3 separate regions of the Mus musculus genome follow, and regions 2 and 3 are each linked to region 1. Evidence: chromatin contacts called from public Hi-C and HiChIP or PLAC-seq data. All regions are on one chromosome and are shown on one strand. The core of a region is the stretch at or near the end of the contact, and the rest is flanking DNA. Distances in the headings are between cores, read along the strand shown. Region 1 holds the start of Plekhg2 (pleckstrin homology domain containing, family G (with RhoGef domain) member 2). Region 2 holds the start of Sipa1l3 (signal-induced proliferation-associated 1 like 3). Region 3 holds the start of Ltbp4 (latent transforming growth factor beta binding protein 4).

Evidence for each region. A called contact is a pair of places that touch in the nucleus more often than the background predicts. HiChIP or PLAC-seq counts read pairs in DNA pulled down with a chosen protein or histone mark.
Region 2: a contact with region 1 is called in an H3K27ac HiChIP or PLAC-seq map of bone marrow-derived dendritic cells, with 3 times the contacts expected there. The contact joins the promoter of Sipa1l3 here to the promoter of Plekhg2 in region 1. A contact is called at or near these places in 1 of 39 promoter capture datasets (liver), 2 of 115 datasets of contacts at active chromatin or transcription factors (bone marrow-derived dendritic cells and double positive thymocytes) and 1 of 9 other capture datasets (liver).
Region 3: a Hi-C map of muscle stem cells shows a contact between it and region 1, with 5 times the contacts expected there. The contact joins the promoter of Ltbp4 here to the promoter of Plekhg2 in region 1. A contact is called at or near these places in 2 of 39 promoter capture datasets (embryonic stem cells and maxillary cranial neural crest), 1 of 484 Hi-C or Micro-C datasets (muscle stem cells) and 1 of 115 datasets of contacts at active chromatin or transcription factors (embryonic stem cells).

The regions. Positions count from the first base shown.
Region 1 is chr7:28,370,914-28,374,821 of GRCm38.p6, forward strand. It overlaps Plekhg2 (pleckstrin homology domain containing, family G (with RhoGef domain) member 2), which reads right to left and starts at 1,749. Exons shown (of 19, transcript NM_138752.2): 1 at 947-1,749; 2 at 202-332. The coding sequence starts at 310. It overlaps n-TIaat16 (a tRNA gene), which reads left to right and starts at 2,086; the gene lies at 2,086-2,180.
Region 2 is chr7:29,503,727-29,507,634 of GRCm38.p6, forward strand. It overlaps Sipa1l3 (signal-induced proliferation-associated 1 like 3), which reads right to left and starts at 1,734. Exons shown (of 23, transcript NM_001081028.1): 1 at 1,568-1,734; 2 at 125-189.
Region 3 is chr7:27,331,399-27,335,306 of GRCm38.p6, forward strand. Ltbp4 (latent transforming growth factor beta binding protein 4) reads right to left here and starts at 2,250. Exons shown (of 30, transcript NM_001113549.1): 1 at 1,957-2,250. The coding sequence starts at 2,206. The region is part of intron 1 of Gm30543 (a long non-coding RNA gene); the gene reads left to right.

The sequences.
Region 1 (3,908 bases), core at 499-2,998:
TGCACATACTGCTCCCTGCATGCAGAATTCTTCTTTGAGTCCAACTCCTTTCTCCTGAATTCTCAGCTTAGCAGTCTCCTCCGTGGTGACAGGGCTGGGCTATGTTGGCCATGCTCAGCACTAGGCCAGCTATAGAGGGATGCTCATTGTCCTGAAGGAAGGGACAAATGCCCACAGGCTCCACCTGTCTGGGCTGCTCACCTGTTGGAGTGTCACTCACTGCTGCGCAGTCGCAAACTTCACCTTGGTGGCCACACCCGAGCCTAAGGCTGGGTTTGGGCAGGCTCAATCCCCGGGCTCCCTCGGGCATGATTGAGTGGCACAACTCCGACCTACAGAAGAGACCCACTTCTTGGGAACTAGACTTCACCGGTCTCTCGGCCGCTCCTACTCACAGATAGGGTGCTGGAAGCTGATCTAAACTCAAGGAGGGGCCCCAAGAAGATACAAAGTGACAGGAAGAAGGGGCTGAGAATACAAGCCAAAGATGGAAAAAGGTTGAGACAAAGAACGAAGACAGCAAAAGTGCCTGAGTCTGCAAGTCCCATCTGTCTGGGGGCCCCCCTCCCAAGGCTCAGGGATCCTGGGAACTCTCAGGCTCAGGCTGAAGCTGAGGGCGAGGGGCAGGGCTGGGAAAAACCGTGGGCGGGAGAGGCCGCGGGGTCCCAGGGGAGGGCGGAGGCTGGGGGACCGGATGCCAGGGTCCTACAGACTGTTCCTTACCCCGCCCAAGACGGCGTACTGGGGCGCTGGCCCCGAGTCCTCCACCCAGCTCCAGTCGGTCCCTCGGCGCCCCAACCGCGGTCCCCACCGTTGGATTCTCCCCTGTGCAGTTGCAGCCCCCAACTCCAGCCGGCGCCTCCGCTACCCCCCGCCGGCACGCCCCCTCATTGTTCCGCTTCGGCGCCGCCCCCTCCCCCAGCCCCGGGCCCCTCGCTCCCCTCACCTCCCGGGGAGCCACGGGCCTTGGGGTCGGGAGTCCCGCGCGTCTGGACCGTAACGCGCGATCCCTGGGGAGGCTCACAACCCAGACTTAAGGTCGTGAACTTGGGGTTCTCGGACTCCAGAATCCGGGGAGAGTTGGGATCCGGAGTCCGAAGTCTCGGTGTTCTAAATAGAAGATGCTGCAACCCTCTACTCGAGTCTCAGACCAGGGCGCTGGGGACCCAAACTCCTCAGTCTTCTAGGTAGGGCTGTGTGTTGTCGGGAGCACCGGGATTCCAGAGTTTCCAGAACCCGAGGGGCAGGAGTGAAGTCACCTCCGGGAGGGACCGCAAGGACTGGCTAACTCCTCGGTCTCCTGGAGGTGATGGATGCTGCAGCCCTAAGTCGAGGCGCGAGGTCCTGTCCCCAAGTGGCTCCAGGAGGGGGTCTTGGACTCAGAGTTGGGACCCCGTGGGAAGGATGCACGGCCACAGATCCTACGGTCTTCGAAGCCGGGTACGGGACGGGCCTCCAGCCTCGGGGCTGACTTCCCGAGCCCCGGGCTCCTCCAGGAGGGGGCGCTGGACATCAGAGGTCCCGGCCCCTCTGCGGGAGCCGGGACTTGCGGGTCTCTTAAAACGCGGGACAGAGTTCCCGGACGCCTGGGCCCAAGACTATGAACGCCTCGGGCTCCGGGATGAGTGTCCTGGGGCTCTGGGGGCAGCGGCAACGCCGCATCTGGGGCGGGGAGAGTCGGGTCCCAGATGTGGGGCGGGGGGCGGCCGCCCAAGGCTTCTCCTCCCCTTTGCCGCCGCCGCGGCTCACATCCTGTTCCCGCCTGCTGGGGGGAGGGGCCGCCTTCCGGCACGCCCTCCCGTAAAGGCTTTTAAAATCCCCGCCCCCTACTCTGAATAATTGCAAGCAAGCGGTTCCAACGGCGAGTCACCGCCCACATTCCAAGAGCCTAGAGCCGGGAGGACTTTTTACCTTTTACAGCAAGGGCCCAGGAGGCGTGAGAATCTGGAATAGTCTCACACTCTTGTTCTTATTGGTCGATCGGCGGGCTTTATATTTGCATATGCAATGTTGGGCCGAGCCGTTCAACAAAGTCCTGCGACTACAACTGACTGAAGGACTTTGTGGCGCGAGGGTGCGGCCGGAGCTCCAGTGGCGCAATCGGTTAGCGCGCGGTACTTATATGTCAGTGCTAGGCGTAAGCGATGCCGAGGTTGTGAGTTCGATCCTCACCTGGAGCACTTCTTTTTTTAACTCATCTACCTCTTTTCTGGTGTTCTCTCATCAGTTTAGAAGTCTTCACATTTTATAATTTCAATCAAATGTTTTGGCTTGTTTGAGACAGGGTCTCACCATGTAACTCTCTGGCTGGTCTGGAAGTCATTATGTAGACCGGGCTGGCCTCGAACTCACAGAGAGCGCCTGCCACTGCCTCTGCCTCTGCCTCTGCCTCCCTAGTACTGGTATTAAAGACGTGCGTCACTGTACCCGGAAACTACAGAATTTTTGAAGAATGAACATTTCTTTGTGAATTTTTTGCAATGGTCTGTGGAACAGTCCCAAAGTTGCAGTTTCTATTCTGGTCGCCAGAGGGCAATAACGTCTCTTATTAGATGGCCTGGGCGTCAGATAAAATCCAAATCTCAGATCCCAGGGATGGATGGATGCTTACAACACACTCTTTATGGATATTTGTCTTCTACAGGTTTCTGAACAGATTTTTTTTTTTTTTTTTTTTTTTTTTACTGACCACTCACTAGGAACTGTATCCTCTGTCTCTGAGGACTTGACTTTTTACTAAGGAGACTGAGTACTGAAAGTCTACGAATTAAGTACTTTTTTTTAAAATTTGACTTTCCCTATGTTACCCAGACTGGCCTAAACTCCTGGCTCCCTCACCATCTGGGAGTGTAACTGTATCGTTAGATTAGCTACTGATAAGTATGGATAAGTAGGGTGGGATGCAGATTATCATAGCTGTCATGGATGGACTGTTTTTATTTTATGTGTATGGGTGTTTGGCCTGCAAGTGTGTCTGTGTACCATGTTCATGCTTGGTGTCCAAAGAGACTGGAGGAGGGCGGCAGATCCCCTGGAACTGCAGTTTCAGAGGGTTATGGTGCAGGGAATCAAACCAGGTGCTCTGTCAGAGCCGCCAGTGTTCTTAACTGCTGATCCATCTCTCCGGCCCCAGGGGAGATCTTTGAACAGACAGACACCTGGAGGAGGGGAAGGAGCCATGGGAACACCAGAGAGATGTTCCAGATAACACTCTAAGGCTGAAGATGGGTGTGTTCGTGGAGCAGGTGAGAAGAGGTGGGGGTGTGGAGATGCAGGCTGTTGGCTGTGGTGAGGATTTTGACCTTTGTGATTTGCCTCTGGTGTTCTAACAAGCTTCCGGGAGCAACTTACTACACAGGTCCTTTTAGAACTGGATACTAGTAAGGTGGGCTTTCGATGAGAGGGCCCTGGAGGCTGGAGTGAGCTGTAGTCTTGGCTGTGTCTCCGGAGCAGGTCTAAGGGGCTGGTGTCACAGCATTCCTAGTGTCCAAGGAGGCCAGGAGAGGACTCTGGATCCTGTGAAATTGGAGTTGTCACCTGTCATGTGGGTTCTTTGCAAGAGAAGCAAGCCCATTCTCTTAATCTCTCAGCCATCTGTCCAGGACCTGGAGAGGTTATATACTTAGACCAGGATTTTTTTGTTGTTGGTGGTGGGTTTTTTGTTTGTTTGTTTGTTCTTGGTTTTTTGAGACAGGGTTTCTCTGTATAGCCCTGAGCCCTGGCTGTCCTGGAACTCACTCTATAGACCAGGCTGGCCTCGAACTCAGAAATCTGCCTGCCTCTGCCTCCCAAGTGCTGGGATTAAAGGTCACTACTGCCGGGCTAGACCAGGGTTTTGCAGACGCTGAGCAGGCACTCTGTACTTAGCTACACCCCCAGCCCATGGTGAGTGAGTGAGTGAGTGAGTG
Region 2 (3,908 bases), core at 484-2,983, 1.1 Mb after region 1:
CCTTCCACACTGCAACAGGCTCTGGAGGGTGAAGGGCACATGACTGTCACATGGCAACAGTGGGCCCGTGAGGTGCCTCAGAGCTTGGGGCTGCTGGAGAAGCCTGAGAGGGAGGACCACTGACCTGGCTCCCTGGAGCGCCTCGGGGAAGCCTGCCTGGGATATTTTTACAGCACCAGTCGCTGCTACCTGGAGCCAGAAACAGAGAGCGTGTCAGTTACAACACAGTCTGATTCCTTCAACTCACTGGTTAATTAAAACCTGCTCAGCGCACAGCAAGAGTTATTGCCTACTAAAGCAGAGGAGAGGATAAACCAAGGCTGGTCAGGTCACTCTTATCTCCCCTGCCTTCCTGCCACAGAAACCTGGAGCTATGTCACCTTTCCAATACATAGCAGGCACGCACAAATCCTCTCTTACTGAGATTACCCCACTATTCTCTAATTCGCTGGTACCACACTTTCTCTGTCATGCCATGTGCCCAAAATGCCCAAATGAGCCACTGTCAGCTTCCAGGCTGTGACGCCTGAAGGGATTGGGGGCCAGGAAGCCAGCAGCTTGAGGCTGACAGACCCCAAGAATGGCTGCATGACCACAGAGAGACCAGAGAGAGAGGTGACAGGTCACACCAACCACTGCCATGGCTTCCTGGAAACGCTGGTGGCACTCTAGTCAGTCCCAAGTGAGAACAGCTAGCCGTCCATCCACCAATGGGCCATCTAGTAGCATAAATTCATTCATGTCATAACTGAAGCTGCACCCCACCCCACCCCCGCTACAGGCTAGGCACTGTTCTAGAAGGACCAAGGCCTGGCCTGCGCTCCCAGGAAGCCAACAGTTGAGATGCAGGTGGAAGAAAAATCCAGCGAAGGAGGTGGCTCCAGGGTGACTGAGAGGAAGGCACCCTGGGTTGGGAACATCTGAGCAGAGACTTGAGGAGGGGGTGGCTTTGGAAGGCTAGTCCTGAGAACGGCTACGTGAGTGTGGGAAGGCAGGTGGACATGCCACCCCAACTACATCCACAGGCAGAGGACACAGCCAGGGAGAGGCCAGAGCAGGGAGCAAGGGGCCTGAGCTGCAGTCCACAGGCGCAGGGTCAGAGGAGCTGGGGCACTTGGCATGACAACTCAGTGGGTACTACCACTACTTCCTGTTTCCCCCAAAAGAGGAAACTGAGGCCCAGGAGGGTACAGGATTTACCAAGACCACACAGCATACATACTGGGCTGGGGCACCACAGCCCCTGGTAACAAAGTCTGCAGACAGCAGGGGCTCAGCTACAGTCATCTATTCTTTCCCTGGGAGTCCGTGGCCTCCATCTTCTCATTTGCTCAACACTGGGCCAACCTTTCTTCAGGTTAGGAACAGATAGGTAAACACTTCACAAGAGAAGAGGGGGTGAGAGAGAGAGAGAGGGAGAGAGAGGAAGGGAGGGAGGGAGGGAGGGAGCGAGGGAGGGGGAGAGAGAGAGAGAGAGAGAGAGAAGCTAGCTTTCCCTCAAAGAAGAATCAGATTATTAACTTTCTCTGGAAGGTGCTACCGAAGTGAGGAGACATCGCTCACCTACCAGGAGTCCCGGAACACAGCCGTGATCACACTCCAGGAAGGTGGCTACTAGGTTGGCCCCAGGTGTGGCTCCTGTCCCAGGTTTTCCCTAGGCAAGAGCCACCTGCCCCAGCTCCCTAGGCCGACCTGGGGTGGTGCCTCCTCCTGCGCTGTGGGTGTCTGGAATGCGGAAATAGGAACCAGCAGTGCCAGCTTCTAACGACTTATTCAGTGGCCTTCAGGCCACGCCAGCTTACCGGAGTTCCCCTGAGATGGCTGCTCTCTGCACACAGGCACATCCCCAAAGAGCCAGTTCTGCCAATATTCCCTTTGGGGAAGGGAAATAACAGGATTCCTTACTCATCAGACACGTGGTCTTGGGTCTGAATGAGTTTGGGAGAAAGCTCGGAGGTAACAAAGCCTGCCTGTTACAGGCCACCTGCTCGGTGCTGAGCCAGGGCTGGATCAGCGCCACAGCATCCCTGCCCTAAGCCCCGCAGCTTCATTCACAACCTTCCTACCCACAGGTGGGCCCCTCACCTCTGCAGACAGTGCCGGCTGCAGAGGCTGGAGGCTTAATGATTAAACCTTGTGGCAGACTCTTCCACCCAGCCTTGGAAGCACAGCTCTGGGAGGGTGCTGCTCTAAACACTACAGTCTCTCCAGGGCCTTTAAGTCGGAACTACGGTCACGCCTATTTTACAGATAGTGTTGAACAGAAGTCACAGGACGGAGGTCACATAGCAAGTGGGGGTTCAACCCAAGCAGTATATCTCAAGAGTCCAGCTTTTGACTGTTATGCGAATATGCCCTTGTGAAGAGTCTAGTGTCCACCCTGGGAGAGAAAGCCAGTGAGGTCATGGCTCTGGCCCATCAAACACTCAGTAACAGATGGAGCTCAATAGCTTATGACTATGATCTTCGAATTGGAAAAGTCAGACAGGATTTCAAGGTCATTCAAAGCTGCATAGTGAGTTCAGGGACCAACCTGAGCTACAGGAGGCTGTCACAAAACAAAAAAACAAACAGAAAAACAAAAACAACAACAACAACAACAACAAAACCCAAAGAACAACCAAAACAGTTCCATGACTCTCAGCTGTGTTATCACAGGCTGCTCACACCTGGGCCTTCAAAATGGAAAACACCTGGCTCACAGTTACAGCCTAAACTCCAGACTTAACCTCCAGACGTCTGATGGCAAAGTACAGACTCCCAGGTGTGATGCACCTGCCTGTACGCCCTGCATTTGGGAGACTGAGGCAAGAGGAACTGCTGCAATAAGGCCAGACTGGCTATCAGCATCAAACCCTGGCTCAGAAGAGCCAAATGAAGCCGGGCAGTGGTGGCACACACCTTTAATCCCAGCACTTGGGAGGCAGAGGCAGGAGGATTTCTGAGTTCGAGGCCAGCCTGGTCTACAGAGTGAGTTCCAGGATAGCCAGGACTGCACAGAGAAACCCTGTCTCGAAAAAACAAGCAAACAAACAAACACACACATACAAAAAAAAAAAAAAAAAAAAACCCCGAAGAGCCAAATTAAAACTCTTACTATCATCTTTATCAAACTGCGGTAAACCAGAACCAAGATGCTCTTGCCTGCAGGGAGCTCTCAGTCACCTGAGAACAATCTGGCAAAACAAAAGAAAACAACCAAAGGAAATTGCAACAAGCAGATTCCCGTGCCCTCAAGGGGCACTGGCTGTGAGTCGGGCATGTCGCATGATTTCACAAGCTTCAATCCCCCCACAACCTACCTGCTCTACCTTGCAGACAGGGAAATGGAGGTCATTGGGCTAACCCAAGACCAATACAGGGCCCAGTAGGACCCAGGACTTGCACACAGGTTAAGTCACATTTCTCAGGCCCTCCGCAGTCTCCCAGGGCAACCACTGTCCACAGGTGGTCAGAGGAAAAATTCTGCCCGTAAGAGGAATGTCGCTTTCATAGATGGTTGGGGACTGGGCCAGAACCACCGGAGTTCACAATTTTGAGCTAGCAACCTACACCTGACTTACATCCTCCCCTTCTGTCCACCCCACAGCCCTCCATGGTCCTCAGAGTCAAGCCTCTGTGAGAAGGATCTTGCTCAGGAGTGGGAGGGAGCAGGGGGAACCCCAGGTGGTGCCAAGCAGGGTGAGCTCTCAAAAAGCATGCACACAGGGCTGGTGAGATGGCTCAGTGGCTAAGAACACTGACTGCTCTTCCAAAGGTCCTGAGTTCAAATCCCAGCAACCACATGGTGGCTCACAACCACCCGTAATGAGATCTGACGCCCTCTTCTGGTGTCTGAAGACAGCTACAGTGTACTTATGTATAACAGTAAATAAACATCTAAAAAAATAAATAAATAAAGGATGCAC
Region 3 (3,908 bases), core at 1,000-3,499, 1.0 Mb before region 1:
CAGCCATACAAAAGGAGGCAGAGGGGAGCCACCTCAGTCTAGACGAATCAAGGGACAGGCGTCTTTGGAAGATATGAGCATGGAGGCAGTACTCTGAGGTTCAAAGAAAACCCAAGTTTTCTAGGAGGCAGGGTGAGGCTAGCTCAGAACAAATCTAGGCTCTCAACCAAGAGTCTTTCAAGTCCTTTCGGAGAGTTGCCTAGAAAACAGGACTAGTACTTTCTGGAGGCGGGGGTGTGGCCCATGTGAGGGAGCTGAGGACAAGGAGAAGTGGAGTCTGATCGTTTCTAGCACGTTAAAACTCTCAAGTTGCGGGGACCTTAGGAATCGCTGGAAAGTCCTACTCCTCCCTAGCCAAGGATCTGGTTGCCCCGAGTCTTGATTAATGGCCCTGTGTGGATAGGTCTGGGAAGGCTACCTTAGAAAGAGAAGGAAAAATGAAGCTACGTGGGAAGAGAATCGGGGGAGATGTTGGAGGGGGAGAAGTATCTCCACTTAAGGCTCATGCTTGAATGTTTCAGGGGAAGCGAGAAGCCGCTGGGTGACAATATTAGAATTCTCCTGGGAGGGGCGCAGCTTGGAGGAGTACCTCCAAAGAGGGAGAAGAAACTGGGCTGGAGGAGTTCCTGTAGTGTTTGCCCCTGGGTGAAGAGGGACCTTTGGATCCGGGATCCAAAAACCCGGATTTCCTGTCAGGAGCGTTAAACCTGGACTCCAGGTACCTTAATTTTTTTTTTTTTTTTAAGGGCAGAGCTTAAGAAGGGCTCAGCAAAGAAGCAAGATTGGAAAAATGGAAGTGTCTCAGATGGGAGGAAGCCACCACGTTTAGGGGCATTTCTTAGTCTCTTAAGTCATTTCACTGCCTGCCCTTGCCTTGAATACAGACTCCCAGCTCAGGGTGCCCATATCAGAGGGCTTGCTGCTAAATGGGCAAAACTAACTTCATGTCCCACAACATTGGAAGAACAGGAAGCTAAGGACATAGGGGTCTTGCCGAGGTCAGCCCGCCTTCACATGTTCCTCCTTGTGCCTCCAGGGGTTTGGCACCCGTCTGGGCACGGCGCCTGGCACGGGCGAGTTGGGGCTGGGCCGGGAGAGAGTGAAGGAAGGAGGGAGGAAGGGGCGGAGAGAGGGAGTGGTAGCGGGCGGGGGCTCGGGCGGGAGATGAGCTCACGCCGGCCGGGTTGGGCTGGCTGGGGGCCAGCCTGGGCGAGTTCTCGGCGCCAGGGGCCCCACTCCCCATTCCGGAGGGCGTAAGGGGTGAGAAGCAATGAAAACCCGACCCCCAAGTCCATCCCCACACTCTGGGCTAGCAGGTGGCGCACCCTCCTGACCTCACCTGAACCCCAGAATGCTCCCCTTGTCTAGAGGAAGCTGAAGCGCAAGCCGGTCCCTTCCTCCCCCAGGGGGCGCCCTTTCCTCAGGCCTCCTATCTGGATATCTGTCGCACGTGGAACCGCTGTAACTCAGGTCTTGCCGAAAGGCACCCCGTCTTTCCTGGGTCCCCTCCCGCTTAGCTCTTCATCACAAGCAGTCCCATGCCAGACTTTCCTAGTCTTCCCCCACTCAAAGACAGACCTAGAAACTTGAGATATGCCCCACCACCCCATGCGACTCTGAAACACTCCTTGCTGACCCACTACGCACAGTCTGCGAATTTGGGCCCCATCTCAAAAGTTCCCAGATCCTAAGATCCTCGCCTTGACTGAAAGGGATGAAAGCTAGTCTCAGTCCGTTCACGTGGGACACCACAGTTCCAAAAACACTCAATGCTCCTGAAATCAGCGCCCTGGAGATCCACTCCCCAAATAAGGAATTCAGAGCCCCCTTCCTCAAAGACCCCACGGAGTCCCCAGCATTTCTGTACATGGAATCTGGGCTCCTGCTCCCTAAGGCATTGTCTCCAGGGTCCTCCCTCCGGGCACTCCTCCCTTGGGAGCACCATCCCGCACTCACAGGCGCGGAAGCCGGGTCCCCCCGGGGCCGCCCCGCCGGGCGCGCCGCTGTCCACGCTGGTGGCGTTGCGGGGCGCGCAGGTCGGGGTACAGCGGGAGCCAGTGGGCCCGTGGATGCAACGCAGGCCGCACACAGCGGGGGTGAAGCGCACGCGAAGACGCTCTCGGGGTCGGCCCAGTACGGGCTGCGGCCCCAGCTGCGCCAGCAGCACCAATAGCGACACCCAGAGCAGCTGCGCGCCGCCCGCCATGGCTGCAGCGCCGCGCTCCACCGCGCCGCCGCCCCAGCCCGCCCGAGGGGCCCGGCCGCGCCCGCCCGCTCGCCCGCCCGCCCGCGGGGGAGGGCGGCCGCGCCCCCGCTCAGCCCCCCCTCCCCATCGCTCCCTCCCGGGCGGCCGCGCGGGGGCGCGTGGGGCTGGGCGCTTAGCCAGAGGCGCGAAGGCTGGGCGCTAGACTCGCAGGGGGGAGGGGAGGGCGCCCCCTCTGCTCCCACCCGTGCTCCAACAAGTGGATGGGGCCTATGGGGAGTAGCAGGGAAGGGAACAGGTGGGGGCGGGCGGGTTTGCTCCCAGAGAGAGTTGAATCCATTGAGAGGAAATCCATTAGAGTAATGGGGGCCGCATTTGGGGAGCCAGCTGAAGACTGATCCTCTGACCAGGCACGGGGGTAGGGGGTGGGGGGGAAGAGGCTTCATCTAGATAGAGGACAAGGATGGCACATTTGGGCAGCAAGATGGTACATCTGTGGGTGACGAGAAGGGTCGGTGTACAGGACACATAAAGGAATTAGAGGAGCTGAATTCTGGAGAGGAGACTAAGGCGCTTACACCTGAAGACGCCACAGCACACCAAGACTCTCTACACCTGGTGGGAGAGGTCAGAATGAATAAAGCTGTGGGCGGGGGTCCTCACATCTGGCCTGGGGCACACATCTGGAAAACCTTAGGAAGGAGGGGGATGCATCTGGGCTGAAGGCCACACAGCAGGAGAGGGCTTCTGAGGGTAGTTGAGTCTATAGAGTGCTCTAATCTGGGGTACCGGGCTGTAGTAAAAGTAGGGTCAAGGGACGGTCTGGCATGTAAGAGGGAAAGGTCTTTGGCCCCCAGCCGTCCCGCAATCTTGGGCATTTTGTGCCGGGGCAGGCGCCAACCCGCACAATCGCTTTTGTTGTCTGGACTGGTTCAGCCTCGCTCTCTGCTGGGCGAGTTGCCCCCCTCTTCAGCCACGGGAGCCCGGACGCCTGGCTTCCCGGCCCCACCCTGATGGGTCAGCGCCTTTGGCCTGCGTCTAGTTCTGTCCCTGGCTCACCTCATACTGCCGGACGCAGGGGTCCCTAGAGGTGGCCGCATCCTGGGGAGTGGGGTGGACCAAGCTACAATAGGGGACTGGTAGGCGGCGGCAGCACCGTGGGAACCAGACGGCTTTATCTGGCCCGGAACCACCCCCCTCCACCCCCTACACGGAGGAAGGGCGGATGTTCTTACCCCGGGCCTGGCCGGCAGGGGCGCGATGTGGGGGCCTTCTTTTCAGCAATGCCCGGGCCCACGGCCCTCGGGGCCGCCTTTGCCTCAGCAGAGCTCGGGCCTCCTGCAAACTAGGTGGAAGAGGGTGGAAGAGGCTGTCACTACTATTAAATTGGCCTCCTCACCTCAAGGGGGGGGGGAACCCTCCTAAGCCAGGAGCACTTCCAGGAGTGGGTTTGCCCAACATTGCCCCCAGCCCTTTTATTGGGAGCAAGGCTTGGGATATCTTTAGAGAAATACTTTCAGAGAAAGGACTATGGAAGAAGAAAAAAAAAAAAAGGGTATGGAAAGAGAAGCGATATGAGATGGATGGGAAGGGAAAAGTGGGTGGGGCGTAGAGACAGAAACAGATCAAGAAGCAAAGACCCAATGATTCAGCCAGGCAAGGAAGAATAAACAGAAACACAGACAATGAGTTAATAGTGAAAGGC